2 separate regions of the Mus musculus genome follow, and region 1 is linked to region 2. Evidence: chromatin contacts called from public promoter capture Hi-C data. All regions are on one chromosome and are shown on one strand. Each heading gives the region's core, a stretch centred on a gene start, on an enhancer-like site or on the middle of the called end of the contact. The rest is flanking DNA. Distances are from core to core; before and after follow the strand shown. Region 1 holds the start of Exosc8 (exosome component 8). Region 2 holds the start of Maml3 (mastermind like transcriptional coactivator 3).

Region 1 (4,243 bases), core at 1,304-3,803, 2.6 Mb before region 2:
ATGACTCTCTCTAGTACCCCACCATGTGTGTACGGGGGAGCAGCCACAATGGAAATTAAGACGAGGGCTCAGTGGTTGAGAGCACCGGCTGCTCTCGCAGAGGACCCAGTTCAGTTCCCTGCACCCAATGTAGCGGCTCTCAACTGACTGCTTGAAAGTACAGCTCCAGGGAACCCAAAGTCTCTCTGGCTTCTAAACTTACGCATACACACATACACACTTAAAAATAATAAAAATAAAAACACAGTATGGCGGCGTGCTCTACTGTCCAGATTGTGACTTCTGAATTCAGTTTTCCAAAGAGCAATCGATTCTCCTAAGAAAACTATTAATCCAGGTCTGGGGTGGGAAGGTGTATTATTAACACAGCATATCATAGAGAAAGCAAATTCCATCTGTACCCACGAGGGCTGCATGAAAGGGAACAGGTACAGGGGGTCACTTGAGGACAAGTAGGTGAGTCACTTGAAGGCATTTCTCAGACCTGTGAAAAAGAAACTTCAGCATCGAAAGAATAATCACTACACTGAATGAAGACAGAAAAATTTACGTCTGTAATAACGCAAAAGTAAAACTGGCCACCCTCTTAAGATGTCAGGGGAAACATCTCATCATTTTTAAAAAATGTGTGCTTTCATATGTGAAAGTGTTTCTGGTGATTGGGTACCTGAGGACTTTTCATTTAAAAAAAAACAAAACAAAACACTCCAAAGCCCATCAAAAAGACACACGTGAACTTAATTAAATCTCAAGATCCTACAAGAAATGTGGAGGGCAAGTTAAAGATGCTTAGGAAGGCGTCTGTGAAATCCATACTGGCGCCAGGTGTGGTGGTGTGCACCTTTAATCCCAGCACTTGGAAGGCAGAGGCAGGCAAATTTCTGAGTTCGAGGCCAGCTTGGTCTACAGAGTGAGTTCCAGGACAGCCAGGGCTACACAGAGAAACCCTATCTCGAAAAAAAACCAAAACCAAAACCAAAAAAAAAATCCACACTGGCAAACTCCATACTGGCAAACTCCGAGTATTTAAATTGACAGGGTATTTGGAAACACAGAAATAACAGGTTTTAAAGACGGTTGGAATTAACTTATTACAGTAAAGTTTTAGAAGGAAGTCCTTATAGAAATAAATGCAGATGATTTAGAGATGAAATGTTATTTGGAATTGTTTTAAATTTATTTTCAAAAGTGGGCGGAGGCCGAGCATGGTGGCGCACGCCTTTAATCCCAGCACTCGGGAGGCAGGCGGATTTCTGAGTTCGAGGCCAGCCTGGTCTACAAAGTGAGTTCCAGGATAGCCAGAGTTATACAGAGAAACCCTGTCTCAAAAAAAAAAAAAAAAAAAAAAAAAAAAAGTGGGCGGAGAGAAAGAATGCCAACAGGCAGATGGAAAGTAGGCTTCAAGATGCAACGCACTGCACACCAAGTGCAACATGCTTGCAGTAAAATAAAGGGTACCTCTACTCGTTCAAGCCAGTGGGATCTAGTACAGTCCACACAGCCTCATCGTGCACACACAGTCAGCTAAGTCTGTATAAAGGATTCAAAGTAAAGTGGCCACAACCCGGAACGTGGCCAACAAAGTTCAGATTTGTTCCAAGCCTTTAAAGAAGGCATTTTAGTGAGAGAGGGCGCCTGGCTTCACCGGACACACAGCGACAGTCATCTGGCTACACCACTCCAAGACTGTGCATGTGCACATGTACATTGGCTAGGTGGCAGAGGCCTTTCTGGCCACCTGTCTCAATACAGGCAAGCTTTTCAGAATCTGCTTTCTGAATGAGTTACAGGCTCCTTTTCAAACTATGTGGCAGAGTTTAGTTGGCAAATATGTCCTCTTCTACATAATCAGAAGGGGTCTGCCACGTTTCTACAGGAATGGCAAAGAAAACGCTAAGGTGCCTGATTCTCAAGCAAAAAAACCCAAAACAAAACAAAAAGACCCCTGGCCAAAATGAATAGAACGCCGTCTGGGCCTATCTTTTGCTGACCCATCGTCCCTAGCCTTATGGATCGGCCGCTCTTTCCAGCTGCAGTGCATATGGGAGCCCCAGGAAGAAGACTGGGGAGTGGCGTGGAGGGGTGACAGGCGGGGGTTCAGAAGCAGGAGCCCCGAAAAGCTGGGCGGAGGCTCTGGGCACTCAAATAGGGTTCCAAAGGGGAACAAAGGTTCAAAGGATTTCAGGGAATCTGAGGCCAAGGGAGCCAAGCACGCGAGGGAAGCGCGGAAGGGACACCCGGAGCACCGGACTCCACCACGGTCTCACCAGAATGAGCGCGGCAGCCGCCAGCGCCACGCCGAGCCCCAGCAGCTGCAGTAGCAGCGTAGCCATCCCGCAGCTCCACACTTGCGGAAGCGCGGTGCGGCGCCGCGCCCCGCCCCAGCCGGCCCCGCAGGAGAGGCCGGCCTAGCCCTCGCCCGCCGCCCGCAGCGCCCCCGCCTGGCCGTGCCCCGCCACGGCAGGAAAGCCGAGGCCTCCCCGCAGCGCCCCCGCGCGGCTCCGCCGAGGACTGCAGGCCGGTCACCGAGTGCGGCAAGTCAAAGCCCTGGACCTGTGCACTGGCTTCACCCCTCGCGCCGTGCAGAGCAGCCATCTAAGGATGCCCGGCGCCGTGGAGGGTTTTAGGGTCACCCCCTTTTCATCTCGTGCGCCTGCGTGTGTGTGGGAGTGTGTTCGTGCACAAGCGCGCGGGCCCGTGGGACCCCGCGAGATTGGCGACTAGCGGGACGCTCGGGGTGGCCGGAGCTGGCGTTAATGCCTCGGGCGCAGGAACACGGTAGCTGCACTTCCCTAACCCAGGATCCCTCCGAGTGCCCTGGGCTGGAGGCACGCCTGGCGACCGGAGGGCGCAGGCGCGGAGGGCTGCGCAGGCGCAGAGCGGGCCGGAAAAATGGCGGCTGGGTTCAAGTGAGTGGCGGCGCGCGCAAAGAGGGCCCGGGTGCGGGTGTGGCGCGCGGCGGCGGGTGGGGGCCCCCCCGAGGACTCGCGGGGCCGCGGGAGGGCTCTGCCCACTCGAGGCGCTGAGGGACACTGCATCCAGGACGGCCCGGACCTCTTAGCCGAGGGCCACGCCGCTCTCCACGCAGGGCCGCCCTCGGAAGGGACTGGGAAAGCGTTGGGCGCGCTCTGGTTAAACCCGGAGCCGCCCACGCGTGCAGCCTGCAAACTCGCGTCTGCGGTGCGTGCACCGTACCTACCTGCAGTCACTTGTGGCCGCGGGTCGGCGAGGAGGCCAAACGTATGTACAATACACTCTTCCGTGGTAAAGTTGTGGATGCTGGCGAGTGTGGTTTATAACGGCGCGAAGTCACGCTAAGGTCCCTGCTTCAGAGCACGAGTGATGTGACTGACACCCAGGTTGACCCTCTTCTGGGTGTGCCAAGGGCCTCTGTTCCTCCTGACTATGGCACAGTTAAGGTCACCGCTGGAAACCGGTTGCTGCTGTGTGGCTTTTATAAATACGGGCCACACAGTTTCAAACGCCTGAGCCTGTCGAGATCACGCCTCAGACACCACACTCTCAAGTTCTGGGTTTCTGCTTTAGGACGCACTGACTGAGACACGTTTTAAACATTGTTTCAGAACTGTGGAGCCGCTGGAGTATTACAGGAGATTTCTGGTGAGTGAAGGTGGTTTTGTACGTTAGAGCTGTGGGTAAAAACACCAAGCTTCGGTTCATTTAAATGAATGAGGCTTAATGCTGCGTACCCGAAATACATCTATGACCCGTTTCCTTATAAACATTTAGAAGGAAAACTGCCGTCCTGATGGAAGAGAACTTGGTGAATTCAGAGCCACAACTGTCAACATAGGTGAAGATAAACTTCCTTTTAGTTGGGTGGGACATCCTTGGTGTCACGTAGTTTTTCAGCCAGCTCTACTATGTCTAACGCAATCGGGTGATGTTAAGAGATTTTTATCATCACACCAACCTTGTAGTTGATCTAAACTTTAGTTCAAATTGGGAGACCGAAGAAAAAGATGAAAAAACGTTAAGTAGTAATATCATTTTCAAGTCACTGACCTGAACCGGTCAAAAGTTTCAGGGGGTGGGTGGGTGGGGGTGGGGGGAGTTTCAGAGGCAAACAAAAAGATTTAAACTACTTTGTAGGAAACTTTGTGGTTATTTTCTTTTTTTTTTTCTTTTTAAAATTTTTTATGAATACCAAGTTTACCTTTCCAGGTTCAATCAGTACAGCGGATGGCTCTGCTCTCGTGAAGCTGGGGAATACCACGGTCAT
Region 2 (4,292 bases), core at 620-3,119:
GAGGTTTAGGTCAACTGAGGCACCTCCAGGAAAGGACCCAGTCCAGCCTGTTGAGTTGCCTGTAGGCTGTGCAGTGTGCTCCGGGTTTCCAGCTCTTGTGAGCTGTCCCCAGGCTGTGGTGGGCTGTGGTGAGGCAGCTGTCTTTGAGTAATTTCTGCTCCAGTAAGGAACCCCTCACCCATATTCCTGTAAGTAACACCAATGAAACTCATTGGTTCTTTAAGTTGGACCTTTGATGGCATCTGTTCTCTGGTCTGTGGTGGGTTCTCTGTCTGGAATGAGTAGGTGTGTGTATCGCACCTCCCCGGGAAAAGTTTTGTCATACAAAAAACAAGGCCCAGCCTTCTTTTATTCCTGGGTACTTTAGAAAACAGGGCTGTGTTTTTACCCCCTCCCCCCCCCAAATCCATTCAAAAAGCCGTTTCATGAACACCCCACCATCGAGGTCTGTAGCCCAGGGACCCCAGAAGTGCTAGCAATTTCTGCCTTTTCATTTTTGCAGACGTCTCTGGGCAATGGTGTAAGACTGAGCCAAGGGTGTTTGAACTTTCTTGTCAGATGTTCTACTCAGTGTCTGGGTAGATAATGTGTGATAATAATTAACAAAACCTGAGATTACTTCTCTGCAGCTACTCCATTTCAATCGTGCTATTGTGAATGTGAATCCATTGAAATAAAAAAATATATCTAGTGGTAAGCTAAGCCTGCCCCCCACACACTTTTTGGCTTGTTTTTGTTTTGGTCACAACAAACTGTGAAATGCTGTGTTTTTTTTTTCTTTCTTTCTTTCTATAGTTCTAAAGCATGAAATCTGCAATCTTTCCACTTGATTTAGGCAGGACCCTTAATTGCTGCCGTCATTAGCACCTAGTGTTCAAAACAGTCTGTTTAAATGTACTGTTAGTCTCACCTCCAAGTCCCTGCTTGCTTGGTTTTATTTTTTTTCAAGGATAAATAAAACAATAATCGTCATAATAACCACAGTCGTTATGTACAGAGAAATAAATAATATCCCAAGGTTTTGTTTTGTTTTGACTGCTTAGTTCTGTTCATTGAGGAATGGGTACTTTGATGAAATTTCCAGGAGGTAAAGGTGACTGACTGCCCCAGATCTTGACAACCTTGGTTCAAACTCAAGTACCCACCTTAGAGGACTCCACAAAGCTGTCTTCTGACTTCTAAGCGTGCGTGGGGTGTGGCACTAGGCACTTCTTCCCAATAAACAAATAAACGTAAGGAAAAAAAATTATTTGAGTTAAAGAGGGTCCTAGAGTTTGAGCAAGAGTTCACTAGCAGGGTCTTCTCTGGGCCTTGAAAACAAGCCACTCGTTTGCCTATTTCATTTCACATGGGTGGGGATGACAGCTGCTGGGAAGCTGCACTGTTTCTGCCTGGTCATGCACATTTCTGCAATATAATGCATAAATGTATAACAACAACTTGGGCTCGCTGGATACCTCGCTGGGCAGAAGGAAACACAGCCAGCCTGGCGCGTCCCCGCGCACTCGCGCGCGCGCACACACACATACACGCGCGCCGCGCGCTCACTTACACACACACACACACACACACACACACACACACACACACACACACACACACACACACACGGGTCAAAAGGTGATCCACTCCTAAGATTCCCCCCAATCTTTGTTTTCCCCCCTCTTCCTGGCAGGTCGGGGCTTCCCAGCCTGGGGAGCAGCTGGATTGGGGAAGGGGAGGGGGTGGGGGGGCAAGGGAGGCGGGAGTCAGGTCGGTGCGCGCCGCGCCCGCTCCCGCCAGGGGAGAGTCCGGGCCGGGTTTTGCACCGGGTCCCCGGGCTTGTCTCACGGCCTCCAGCCGCCGCCGCTGCCGTGTTTACTGAGCTCGCGCGTCCTGATATCACTCCGCTGGCATGGAGGAGGAGGAGGAGGTGGAGGAGCGCGAGGAGGAGGAGGAGGCGGCGGCGGCGGCGAGCAGTTGATCATTGTGATGGTGGCGGAGGCGGCGGCGGCAGCGGCAGCCTGGCCGAGCATTAGTGGCTGCTCTCCGCGCGGCGTTTCGCAAAGGACTCCAGCGATCTACTTTTGCAGTCGCCTCGGACTGTCCATGTGTTTACTTGCCCAGCCCGAGGACTCGATGTCTAGGCTCCTGTGAAATGCAACTGAGCAGCCAAAGTACTTTGAGAACACGGGGCGGCATAAACACCAAAACTTTTTTGTGGAAGGAAAATGCAATAAGCAAGCTCGCCGTTTTCCGATGCGGCGTGGAGTGAGTGTGTGTCGCGCGTGTCCGCACTGGAGGCACACGCTCGTGTGTGTACATGGGGTGTGTTTTTCGGTACGTAGGGAGAAAATGCTTGCCAACCACCGGAAACCTCCTGGAATTTATTAGAAAATAATGGATTATTAAAAGGAGGCAGGCGAGGAGCGGATCTCCCCTTGAGTTGCAAGCCGATCTGCTGCCGGCTCAGTTTGTTGGGATTCTATTTGTTGATAGGTGTCTGATGGTATTCTGATAACACCCCCTTTTTTTCTCCCCTCGATCTTTACAGTTTTTTTAAGGAAAAAAAACACCCCAAAATCTCTTCCCCCTTTTTTCACCCCGTGGGGATCGCTGTTTTTTCATCCATGTGCTTGCGTCTCCCCCGCGTTCCACTTAAACTATTTTAATCCTTGGACCCAAGGAGAAGGCTGATAGGGGGTGGATTAAAAAAAAAAGTTCTTCCAAAATAGTGTGCCCCGGGAGCAGGATGGGGGATTTCGCAGCCCCCGCTGCCGCCGCGAATGGTAGTAGTATCTGCATCAACAGCAGCCTGAGCAGCAGCCTCGGCGGGGCCGGGATCGGCGTGAATACTCCCAATAGCACTCCGGTTGCTCCGAGTGGCAATCACCCCGCTGCCGGCGGCTGCGGCGGCTCCGGGGGCCCCGGCGGCAGCTCGGCGGCCGTCCCCAAGCACAGCACGGTAGTCGAGCGGCTCCGCCAGCGCATCGAGGGCTGCCGGCGGCACCACGTCAACTGCGAGAACAGGTATCAGCAGGCTCAGGTGGAGCAGCTGGAGCTGGAGCGCCGGGACACCGTGAGCCTCTATCAGAGGACCCTGGAGCAGAGAGCCAAGAAATCGGGCGCCGGCAGCGGCAAGCAGCAGCACCCGAGTAAAACCCAGCAAGATGCGGAGGCTGCCTCAGCCGAGCAGAGGAACCATACGCTGATCATGGTGAGGGCTCACTGGGGTGCGCGTTGGGGTCGGGGGCGTGGAGTTCCTGGCTTGGGGGCTGTGAGGGTCTGATTTGCACCGAGGGATGAGGTGGGATGGAGACGAAGGGTTAACGTCAACTTTTCTCAGGGTAAACGCTTTCGCCGCCGCCGCTACCTGTTAATCTGTCAGGGTTGTCAGATTTGGGGAGGAAGGGATGAGAGGGAGAGAAGCCAGTCACGACTCCAAGGGGAGGAGGGAGCTTTAGTGCCAGAGTGAGGTGCAGGAAAAGTTTCCCCCTCCTTGTCTTAGAAATCGATGCGAACCAGAGTGAACCCAGGAGTAGAAACCACGCTGCTCCTCTCCGCGCCCCGCCTTCACCTTTCTCTGTACCACCGCGCCTCCCCAGATAGGTCCCCTTTCGCCCACCCCTCTCATCACATCCGCCGGGTGCAGGGAGAAATTGATGCTGTCGCACATTCTGAGTGGGCGCCAGGCCCTGAACCCTTAGGAGGGGAAGGAAGAGTCCCTGACTTCCTCTCCTTTGGGCTTGGGAAAGTCTGAGAGTTTTGTGAATGAACTTTGAAGTGGGTGAGAAGCGAGTGAGGGTGGCTGCGCGCGCGTACTCGTGGGGGCGCGCGCGGATGCCGGGCGCGCGAGCGCTGCGCTCGTCGCTCTAGACCCGCGGCTGTGGCAGGGCAGGTGGGGCAGCTGCGAGGGGGTCGAGAAGGAGGCGGGGGCGCAGGGGAGCCAGAGCTGTGCTCTGACCCTGCCTTAAGGCTTAGGCTTGCTCCCTATCCTCTTCTCCAACTTGCCCCCACCTCGCACTTCACCAACTTTCCGGCGACGGGTAACGAGCCCGGAGGAGTGGAGGAAAGCAGGGAGGAGAAAGGCTTAAATGGCCGGGTGGGTGGGTTCGCGGGAGGATGCGCAGCCAATGGCTTAAGTGCTAGGAGGAGGAAGGGGCCGATCCCACCCCTAACCCCGAGGGTGGAATCCTTTCTCTTATCTCCTCTCTAGGGTTCTCTAGCTTTCTTCTCTGGGAGAGGAGGAGGGGGGAGGCCGGAAGCTTGGGAAAGGTGTGTGCACTCCCTCCCCCACCGTGTCGCTAGGTTCG

Evidence for each region. Capture Hi-C pulls out chosen DNA fragments and counts their contacts.
Region 1: a promoter capture Hi-C map of liver shows a contact between it and region 2, with 4 times the contacts expected there. The contact joins the promoter of Exosc8 here to the promoter of Maml3 in region 2. A contact is called at or near these places in 2 of 39 promoter capture datasets (liver and pre-B cells) and 2 of 9 other capture datasets (adipose tissue and liver).

What each region holds. Positions count from the first base shown.
Region 1 is chr3:54,733,674-54,737,916 of GRCm38.p6, reverse strand. Exosc8 (exosome component 8) reads left to right here and starts at 2,553. Exons shown (of 11, transcript NM_027148.3): 1 at 2,553-2,909; 2 at 3,585-3,621; 3 at 3,751-3,814; 4 at 4,186-4,243. The coding sequence starts at 2,893. It overlaps Alg5 (asparagine-linked glycosylation 5 (dolichyl-phosphate beta-glucosyltransferase)), which reads right to left and starts at 2,378. Exons shown (of 10, transcript NM_025442.3): 1 at 2,268-2,378. The coding sequence starts at 2,333.
Region 2 is chr3:52,102,583-52,106,874 of GRCm38.p6, reverse strand. It overlaps Maml3 (mastermind like transcriptional coactivator 3), which reads left to right and starts at 1,869. Exons shown (of 5, transcript NM_001004176.2): 1 at 1,869-3,196. The coding sequence starts at 2,732.